Linked DNA regions of Sus scrofa: region 2 is linked to region 1. Evidence: chromatin contacts called from public HiChIP or PLAC-seq data. All regions are on one chromosome and are shown on one strand. The core of a region is the stretch at or near the end of the contact, and the rest is flanking DNA. Distances in the headings are between cores, read along the strand shown.

Region 1 (4,731 bases), core at 479-2,978:
AAGACATCTGAGCGAAGTCTGAGCGACCGTGTGGCTTCCCCTGGTGAGGGGTGAGGCAGGGCCTAGGCTTGGGTGTCCTTGCTCTAAGAACAGCGCTTTTCCCGAAAGATCCTTATGGAGATTCCGGGGGCTGCACAGGTGAGCAGGGCTCGCCTCCTTGCCTTCCACACGTCCTGCCCACGCATCTTCCCGAGGTCCGCTGTGTTCCCACGGACATCGCTTACCCACGCAGCCACGGTTAGCCGCAGACTGTTGGGTCCTTGCTTTTGGGAGACTGTCCTCTGTCCTTTAAAGGGGTCACCGTTTCACAGACAGCCCTGCTTCTCTTAACAATCGTCTAATCGGGCTTTCATTTCCGTAGCCACGCCCCCCTGTTTTATTTGTGTCCCTCGCGTCCACCTATTCGCAGTCCTCCCACTGAGTGCAGCTGAGTGTGGCCAGTGCCAAATCATGTGTTATTCTCAGCCCGAGGAGTTATATAAGTGTCAAGCCTGGCCAACAGAGGACCTCTCCCATCAGTGAAATTTGAGCTTTCAAGCCTGCACGGACCCCACCCCCTCCCAGCAACGGTGTTTTTGTCCTCAGAAATCCCAGAGAGCAGAATTCTTGGGTGGACTTCCTAGGAGCGGGGGATACGAAAGCCGTGCGTGAGATTTTGCAGAGAGGTCAGTGGGAGACCAGGGCTGGGCTCCAAATCCACAGCTCAGCTCTTTCTAGCATCCACAGCAACAGCCTGCTGTTTTCCCAGGTGGCCCTGGAAGAGACAAGGGAATGCAGTGGGCCATTTGTCACTGCCCCAGGTGCAACATATATGCGTGCCAGTCAGTGCCCATGGCCCGTGAGGCCCATTCCTGTCCCCTCTGCCTGGATCTCAGCCTCTGGGCTTCCTTTTTTTTTTATTTAATTTTTTTTATTTCCCCAATACATTATTAGTTTTTTCCCTACTGTACAGCATGTGACCCAGTTACACATACATGTATACATTCTTTTTTCTCACATTATCATGAGCTCCTTCTCTCCTTATCACCCAATTAGATTCACTCACCTGGAGCTAGAACCAACTCAGCCCTCCCTCAACCGCGGTCCAGGTGCCCATCCTCTGTGCAATCCCTCCCACCCCATTTTCAGCTCAAGATATGGTCTCTGGGGAGTGTGAGGGCTCATACCTGCCATGCCAGCCTTAGTATCCGGGGGCTGTTGGGGTGCTTGGTGGCCAGTGGCTTGGCCGATGTGTTCTTCAGTGAGCACGGGACTCGTGTATCATTTCAATCAGGTCCAAGTTTGGGTTCAGGATTCCGCAGGGATGGCTCAGGGGAGAGCGCCAGGGCTTGCTTGGAGGAGAAGGTAGAGGAGCCTGTTGTTTCTTTATGCCCAACTCAGTGCCCGGCACCCTTTGTGAGTGGAATAAACTGCGATCAGCTGGCAGATAACATCCCTTTCGCCTTTGAGAAGGGAAGTGAAGTGTATCATCTAGAAGTGAAATTACAGATCCAAAATAAGCTTAATGGAAACGGTACTTCCAGAACTCTTTTCAGGGCATTTTGTTCCAGATTCAGGTCCTACATTGAGCACTACTTCCTTTGGTGAGGACGACAGTGAGGTTATCAGTGAATGAACCTGGGGAGCTTAGGTGCCTGAGTGGCAGCCCCCTCGCTAAGATCAGCCTCGCTGCTGATGAGCCTGACCTCCTTTTCTCACTCCGCATCCCTCTCCGCCTCCTTCCAGCTCCCTCAGGCAGAGAGAGGGGATGCTTGGCCCTCTGAGCTGGAGTTAGGCAAAACCCGAAAATAGACTCTCGGAGTGCCCCGAGAAATAATGATCCTGTGTGGCAAGAAGGTCACTGTGTCTGCTTTTCCTGCCAGCACACCCCTGGCTCTGAATCTATAGCTGCCTTGTGAAGCAAGAGAGCTGTGCCAGGAAGTCCCACTTTGTGACTGTGAGGCATTATGAGAATTTAAAATCATGTCAGTAGGCTTTTATGAGGGCGGGCCAGGGAAGAGGGGTTAGACATAGTGTTCAAAGCCGGCCTGGGATCATCCTTTTTGGTCTGGGGCCTGAGAACTACCATAACTCAGTGTAGGAGAAGGAAAAAAAAAAAAAAGAAGAAAAAAAAAAAAAGCTATCTGACCCCAGCTACAAATCAACTCCACCCTGCCCACCCTGCCAAAAATGAAAAGTTTTAGCATCCGCCCAAAAAGTTTGCTGTGGTTATTCACGTGGTGGGGTTTTGATTTTTATTGTTGTCTGTGTGCTTTTTCTATACTTTCTGTAACATAGACTTCTTGCTTTCATAATGTGGGTAAAAAAAAAAAAAAAAGCAACAGATTGTGTATAACAAGCAGAACTATACTAGCTAATCATCTCACTGGGATGCTTGGTACTTGGGGGCTGAGAAGCCCCCCGGAGTCATGACAGTGACATGGAAGGCGCAGCCCTGTCCCCGCCCCACCTCAGGCCTCAGACCAGGACTGGTGTCCGGAGCCCTCTCCCCCACTGCCAGCTTCCAAAGGGCTCCTGGGAGAGGCCAGACGGCAGACCCAGAGATGATGAGAGGCAGCCAAGGAGGACAGGAGAGGGAGCCGCTGGAGGGAGGCCAGCCAGACACCTCAGCTGGAAGGAGAGGATTCTGTTCCCATCCAAGTGTGGCCAGTGGTCAGGCTTGCAGGGTATGTGCTTGGCAGCAGGGACAGTGTCAGCTCGAGTTCATCTGGAAACCCCTTGAGAACATGCAGCTGATGCACACTGTTTGGAAGCTGGGAAGATCCTGATTTCCAGACCTATGGGAGTTGAGTGAAATGTAATCAACACAGACAGAGATCTGGGAGAAAAATCACGCCTTGAGAAATTCCAAGAATCCTCTTAGGGTTGGGAGGCAGATTTGTTTAGACTTGGGGCCTTAACCACCCAGACTGACGGGAACCCAGTCTGTCCACCAGTCCTGCAGAGCCAGGCTCAGGAGCTTGAGCTGAGCAGCCTGGGCCGAGACGACCTGTATGGACCGTGAAACTGTCAGCTCACCTTTTACACATAAAGAATTCCTCCTATGAGTTTCTCTTAAGTCCTCTAGATCTTACACATCACGCAGAACTATCACTGGATGCAGAAAGTTTCCTCACTCCACTGGGTCTGAGTGCTTTGAACGTGAGGTCAAGTTCAAGCCACACCACACAGATCGGGAACACAATTTCTTGTAGTCTGTATGATAGACCGTGTCAGGGAGGTAAGGCCCTTATTAGGAATGGATTATTCTTAATAGGTAGAGACACCTCATTCATCAGTTTCTTGCATTTGCCTGTGTGTCCCCCTATGATGAGACAGTGTCCCTAGATTTGAAGTGGCACACGAAAAGCAAAAAATATTAATGTATTTATTGTAATGTCTATTTATCTCCCTATATATATCTACAAATATGTATATAAAAGTTCATCAAACTCATCATTTCATAACTTAAGGCTAAAATGGGTTACATTTTTAAAAGAAACTAATTTTCAAGACACAGGAAGTAGATAATTGCACTGCAGAACACAAGATCTGGGAAAAGAAAGGTGGTGCATTAATTGAGTGATCCATGTTTGGCAAATATTGCTTGAAAAGGTGCTACTTGGCCAAATCAGGGGGTTTCTTTCTTCCTTCTTTTTTCCTTTCTCTCTCTCTTTTTAATCCTAGCATCTCAGAATGAAGCTGCGTGGAGAATAAATTGCTTACAAGAATAAACAGTTGCGAACGGTTTTAATAATGATGCTGGTAACTTTGAGAAAGTGTCAACAAAGACTTATTGCCTCTCTGGCACGGAGCGGGAGAACTGCTTCTCTCCTCTTCAGATCTGGCTCACAGATCTGGTTCCCTCCCTTCTCTGATCCTAAGTTTGCCTACACCGCCATGCTCTCTGTCTTGTTCACAACCACGTCCACTGTTCCTTGTGGGCTGTGTGTGCCCGCGCGTATCAAATGGTAACAAGATAATGGGCCACGTCGAGGCTACCCCTGCTATTTATATTAAATAATGGCAGGATGATGGTAGCCTGTAATTCTCCCTTTTCTATTAACCACCCTGCCCAAGTAAACTGTTTTCTGATCTCTCTTAGATGGAAAGCCTGTATGAATGTGGAAGCCATTAGCAGAGTAATTGCTGTCTGTTACCATGACAACCAGCCGCTGCAGTCACCTGCCCGAAGTGCTGCCAGACTGCACCAGCTCGGCTGCGCCCGTGGTGAAGACCGTGGAGGACTGTGGCAGCCTGGTGAATGGGCAGCCGCAGTATGTCATGCAAGTGTCAGCCAAGGACGGGCAGCTGCTGTCAACAGTCGTGCGGACCCTTGCCACCCAGAGGTAGTACCTCCATTAAAATCAATGCCCCTGTAATCGATCCGGAGGACTCTGTCCGATGGGCGATACTCAAGGGAATGTAATTAGTGCTCAGGTCTCTGTGTCAGGTGAGAGAAGGTGCTGGAGGGAAGGGAAAAAAAAAAAAAAAGACACACATTCTATCACTGCTGTTTCTATAGCAATGGGATAAAAGCTAAAACTCAGGTTGGAGAGTTTCCCACTTAAAGCCACACCTGCAGAGAGCCGGGCAGGGAAGGATCCCCCGAGACACAGGGTCGCTTGCTCTACATTTGTTCGGTTGACCTTACTATGGTAATTATATTCTGGGGGTCTCCAGGCGCTGGCAAAGGTAGCCCTTTGTTAGAACGAAGGAGGCACCTGAGCCAAAGGACTGGCTCTGCAGGCA
Region 2 (4,609 bases), core at 1,319-3,818, 110 kb before region 1:
TAAATATGCACAATTCCAGCATCATTAATCAGTCTCTCAGAGCCTATTAAGGACTGTCCAAACCTTGATTTTCTTGTCCCCCCAACATCCTGCCTTTCCCGATCGAGACAAAGAGCTGAGGTGACACCACTTGAAACTCGGTTTAGGCCAGAGCTCACCTCAGAACTGCACTCTTCCCTGCTAAAGGGACCATTTCACTCCTCCTCAGCCTTAGGCCTTTAGCCTTCCATCTTGCCAATGGTCCCTCATCAGAACCTACCCAGGAGAGGCGAGCTATCCACTATGCAGGTCCTTATGGGGGCCAGGCAGCCACTGAAATAACACCTGTGGAGGCCTATACTCACTCACATGAGATATCCTGAGGAGTTACCAATACTGAGTCTAAAACCTTTAGAGCTTCTGGGATTTGAAGGAAACTATGGTCAGTGATGGAGGTAAGTGTGAGGGCACCAGGGAGATTGACGTGTCTCCTGCCTTGCACACCTTCATCTTACTAACGTGGGTACATGGGTTGGGTGTCTACCTATGGCAGGTGCAGTTCCAGGCACACAGGGGCCGCTCTCACACACAGTTTACAGTCCAGAGCTTGCTAACATTCTAGGCCTCCACCTGGAAAGTAACACACCCCACTCTGCTTTTTGACTCTTTTTTGGTTTTTTGTCTTTTTGTTTTTTGTCATTTCTAGGGCCACTCCCACCGCATATGGAAGTTCCCAGGCTAGGGGTCTAATCGGAGCTGTAGCCACCAGCCTAAGCCAGAGCCACAGCTACACAGGATCAGAGCCGGGTCTGCGACCATCTACCACAGTTCACGGCAACGCCGGATCCTTAACCCACTGAGCAAGGCCAGGGATCGAACCCACAACCTAACGGTTCCTAGTCGGATTCGTTAACCACTGAGCCGCGACGGGAACTCCTGCTTTTTGACTCTTGACAATCCACAGTTCCGTATGCCTGTGTGCTGCAACCAAGGTAAAGGCTTATAACCCAGCCAAAGAGTTAATCCACCGACAAAAGGAGCAGCAGTGACCTGGCCGGCCATTAAGGGCAAAGCTCACAAAGCCTTCCTACGGGGCACTCAACCACGACTGACTCTGGGAGCTCAGGCTGCCCCCAGGCCCGCCACGACCAGGCTGGGGCCACTCTGAGCTAGGACTGGGAACTGACAAAGGGGAGGGAGCGAGAGAGTGCCGACTGCGGCGTTCCTTCCCGCGAAGACAGACGGTACTGGTCCCTCTGGCGGACCCCAGGGACAGCGGCGGGGAGAGCCACCGCTGCGGGAGCCAGCCCGCCGGTTCTCGTGGCCGAGCCACCTTTTCACTCTCGGGCTCTGCACAAGTGCTGGGGCGCCTTGGGTCGGGAAGGGAGCCGAGGCCCCTGGTCAGGTCCCCGCTGCCGGTGGTGTGAAGGGCAGTGATGAGAGGGCGTGTCGTCAACTTTCTGGGGGGCTGGCAGAGTTGGAGTTGTGTTTCGGAGGTAACCATCAGAACGCAATCAGAACCTTTCTGGGAGCCCAGAGCTCCCAGCTTCAGGCCCGGGCCTCCAGTCCTCTGGCCCGGGACTCACCCTCTTTGGCACCTGGTTTCCTCCGACCGCTGGACCTCCTTTGGGGCCGCCAAGTTCCGCACCTCCTGCAGGCGCCAGGGGTGGGCGGTGTCGGCCCAGTCTCGGTCCGCGTGGGGCTTGGGCTTCTCGCTCCACCGGGAGCCGACACGCGGAGACTCCGGCTGGCCCCTGGCCTCTCTCAGCCAGGGGTCTTCCGGGGCCGCCTCTTCGCTTCCAAGGCGTCGGGGGCCGGCCACAGCCGCCCCTACAGCACCAGCCTTGCGGCCCCAGCTCCTCACCCCAGCCAACTTCCCCGCCGCCGGCGCGTCTCTCCGCCAGCCTTCCGCTGCTGGCGATTGGACCGCGGCGGCGGGGCGGAGAAGGGCGCTCCTCACAGCCCGCGACACCCGCGGGCTCTGGCGCGCCACGATTGGCTGTGGACTCCGCCAGTCACGGGTTGAAGGGCGCCCCGCCCCGCGGGGCCGGCCCCGGGCTGACTCCGCCCTTACTGCTGCCCGGCCCCGCCTCCCTCGGAGCCCTGTCGCCTCAGCCCCGCTGTCCGGCTCATTCGCTGAGCGGGTCGGTGAATTGTCAGCGCGCTCCGGGCAGCTGCTGAGCCTGAGCCGGGGCTGCCGCCGAGCTTGACGTGCTCCCTCCGAGGTGCCTGCCCGAGCCAATGTGCTCCGGTTGGCTAGGGCGAGAGGTGTCGCCGGTTCGGGGCAACTTGAAATTCAGGATCCACAGCAGGGGCGTCGGTTTGCGATCGGGACTCGGCGATGAGGGTGAGTGGCCGCGCGCGAGGCGAGCGGCTCCTCTCGGCGCTGTTAGGCGAGCGGGGAGACTGGACGGGTCCTGCCGCGTGTCGATCTGTCCGTCGGAGCGTGGCGGCTGTGAAGAGGTCAGGGCTGCCGGGATTCACTCCTTGCGAGAATCCCCACACCCGAACATCTTGTTTCAGAGCGTCCCAACTCGGCCCGGGACGCGGCTGAGTGTTCGCAAGAACTTGGCGTGTTGTAATTGCCATCATTAGGTGGGGCCTGGGGACTCTTCCCCTGGCCCTCTGCGACGGCGACACGCGCGCTAGGGGCGGCCTTCGTGCCCAGCGGTGTGCGGATAGCAGTTCCTAGATGGCTTGAGGACAGGTTCCTGAAAAATCAACACGCGCAGGAGCCGGTGCGGCGAGATAACCGTGTCTGTTGTCTGATGCGTAGCCTGAGCCAGCGATCATAGGGGTCCGGGTGGGTCTTTAGGGGTGAGAGAACTTTAGTGACCAGCTAGATTCTGTACCAGGAGCTTCAGTGCTTTGCAATTATTGAAAGGAATTGACAGCACGGATATTAAACTTTGTAAAGTAATTGCTTTCTATTAGCACTTGAATCCGCATCCATTATGAGGTGCTCGGACCTCCACGTCCACCTGCAAGGTGTGTCCTAAGTACTTCGTTAGCACCCGGGGTACTTGCTGTCTATCCCAATGCCCAGAGACCCTGGGGAATCCTAGATGAGACCGTGAAAGCCACCACCAGGCTGGTGGATTGGTGTTTGTTTGAGCGCCTGTGTTTTAAGTGATGAAGTTGTGACAGAAACTGACAACAGAGGATTCAAGGTTAAACCTGACACTTTTTGTTTGTGACTCAGTGGAAGATAGATTATTATTTTCTCTCTCTCTCTCTCTCTCTCTCTCTCTCTCTCTCTCTCTCGTTGATAAGGCATAAAAGTAGCTGTTTTGTCTGAGGGCAATTACATACATATAGTTTATGTTATGTGTGGACCAAATAGAATTGAATCCAATATTTTCTTGTAATACTTATTTGACATGAATAAGGGCTTATTGGGAGTACTAGGTAGAGACTTGATGACAGAATTGGGCAATATTTTGATCTTTGAAAATGTATAAAACACTGAGCTATATAGCTATCCATATATTCGTAGATGTGCCTACATATGTGTGTACTTCTGTGTGTATATAAAATTGATAAGCAAATCAAGGAGAAATATGGAGGAGGAAACAGCCTTGAACTTCCTCTGAGTAGAGAGATAGACCCTCTGATCCGTGGGGTGTATGATGAGTGTGTGTGTAAGCATGTCTGGATCTGCCTAGTCTGTCTGGGTCAGTGTATGTCCATGAACTTTACGAGCATTCGGTTCAATAGCATTGCTTGCAGATTCCCAGTCCCTGTTTTACAGCCTAGTAGCCACCAGCTGGTCCATCTGTTAAAACATAACATACACACTTCAGTGGGAGCACTAGGGTGGAACGTGGGTAGGGGGCAACCCGTAGTAGAAACACGCTACAAACAAAGCCTACCCCTCAAGTCCATTTTCATTCAGTCTGAATATGTGATTTTTGGTGAGGGAGAAAAGGAGTGTTTGACTCCACAGAAATGGCAAATTATATTTTGTGAAATAATTATAGGCATGGTTTGGGAAGAGGTGAGTAGATAGGAGGGAAAAAAATCTCTCTAGAAAAGAAATGTGGTGCTTGTCACATAACCATGCAACACTGGTTTACTGCTTTGCAGTAGCATGTATATCAAAAACTGTTTTCTTTTGCTTCTTAAAAGAATGCATTAAAACTGAACTGTTTCCCCCCCCAAAAATCTCAATAGAAGTAAACAGAGCTTTATTACAGAGGCTATTTAATCTACTAGCATTAAGACTGCCTTAGTAATTCTAATGAAACATGTTTTTAGGAATTTATAACTTAGATATAAATTCATATTCAGCCTAAGCACTAGCTGCAGTGGTTTACAATTTATAGTTTAAAAAACAATAAAAAGCCTTTATCACAAAACTTCTGATGACTAAAAGGGTATGGGAGAAATATAACAGCTTATTAAGTTCCTATAGGCAAGTGACTGATTCTTAAACTATAAATTCCTTTAATAGTATAATTATTTTGGTGACAAAATAAAGGCCATATTTTTAAGAAGCATAGTTGATATTTTTTCTAATAATTTTATGCTCATAATTACATTTTAATAATTATGTTTATTGTATGTGGGTACAATAAACTGGGATGGTTCTTAAGAACACATCATAAGAAATACTGTTTTCATTTTTATG

Evidence for each region. HiChIP or PLAC-seq counts read pairs in DNA pulled down with a chosen protein or histone mark.
Region 2: a contact with region 1 is called in an H3K27ac HiChIP or PLAC-seq map of skeletal muscle. The contact joins the promoter of LOC102161210 here to the enhancer-like site in region 1. A contact is called at or near these places in 1 of 5 promoter capture datasets (fetal liver), 8 of 47 Hi-C or Micro-C datasets (fetal heart ventricle, fetal liver, heart right ventricle and 3 more) and 1 of 2 datasets of contacts at active chromatin or transcription factors (skeletal muscle).

What each region holds. Positions count from the first base shown.
Region 1 is chr2:129,917,753-129,922,483 of Sscrofa11.1, reverse strand. It overlaps MARCH3 (membrane associated ring-CH-type finger 3), which reads left to right. Exons shown (of 5, transcript NM_001244831.1): 2 at 4,085-4,328. The coding sequence starts at 4,141. Among named protein-coding and RNA genes, the nearest start is that of MARCH3, 110 kb to the left of the region's middle. Within about 2 kb of position 1,728, at least 25 of the 83 cell types and tissues checked have an H3K27ac peak or open chromatin away from gene starts, as enhancers often do. A contact at or near this core is called in mesenteric adipose tissue, retroperitoneal adipose tissue and skeletal muscle, where this site is marked.
Region 2 is chr2:130,023,880-130,028,488 of Sscrofa11.1, reverse strand. LOC102161210 reads right to left here and starts at 2,568. Exons shown (of 6, transcript XM_021085157.1): 1 at 2,269-2,568; 2 at 2,054-2,208; 3 at 1,566-1,893. The coding sequence starts at 2,568. MARCH3 (membrane associated ring-CH-type finger 3) reads left to right here and starts at 2,109. Exons shown (of 5, transcript NM_001244831.1): 1 at 2,109-2,326.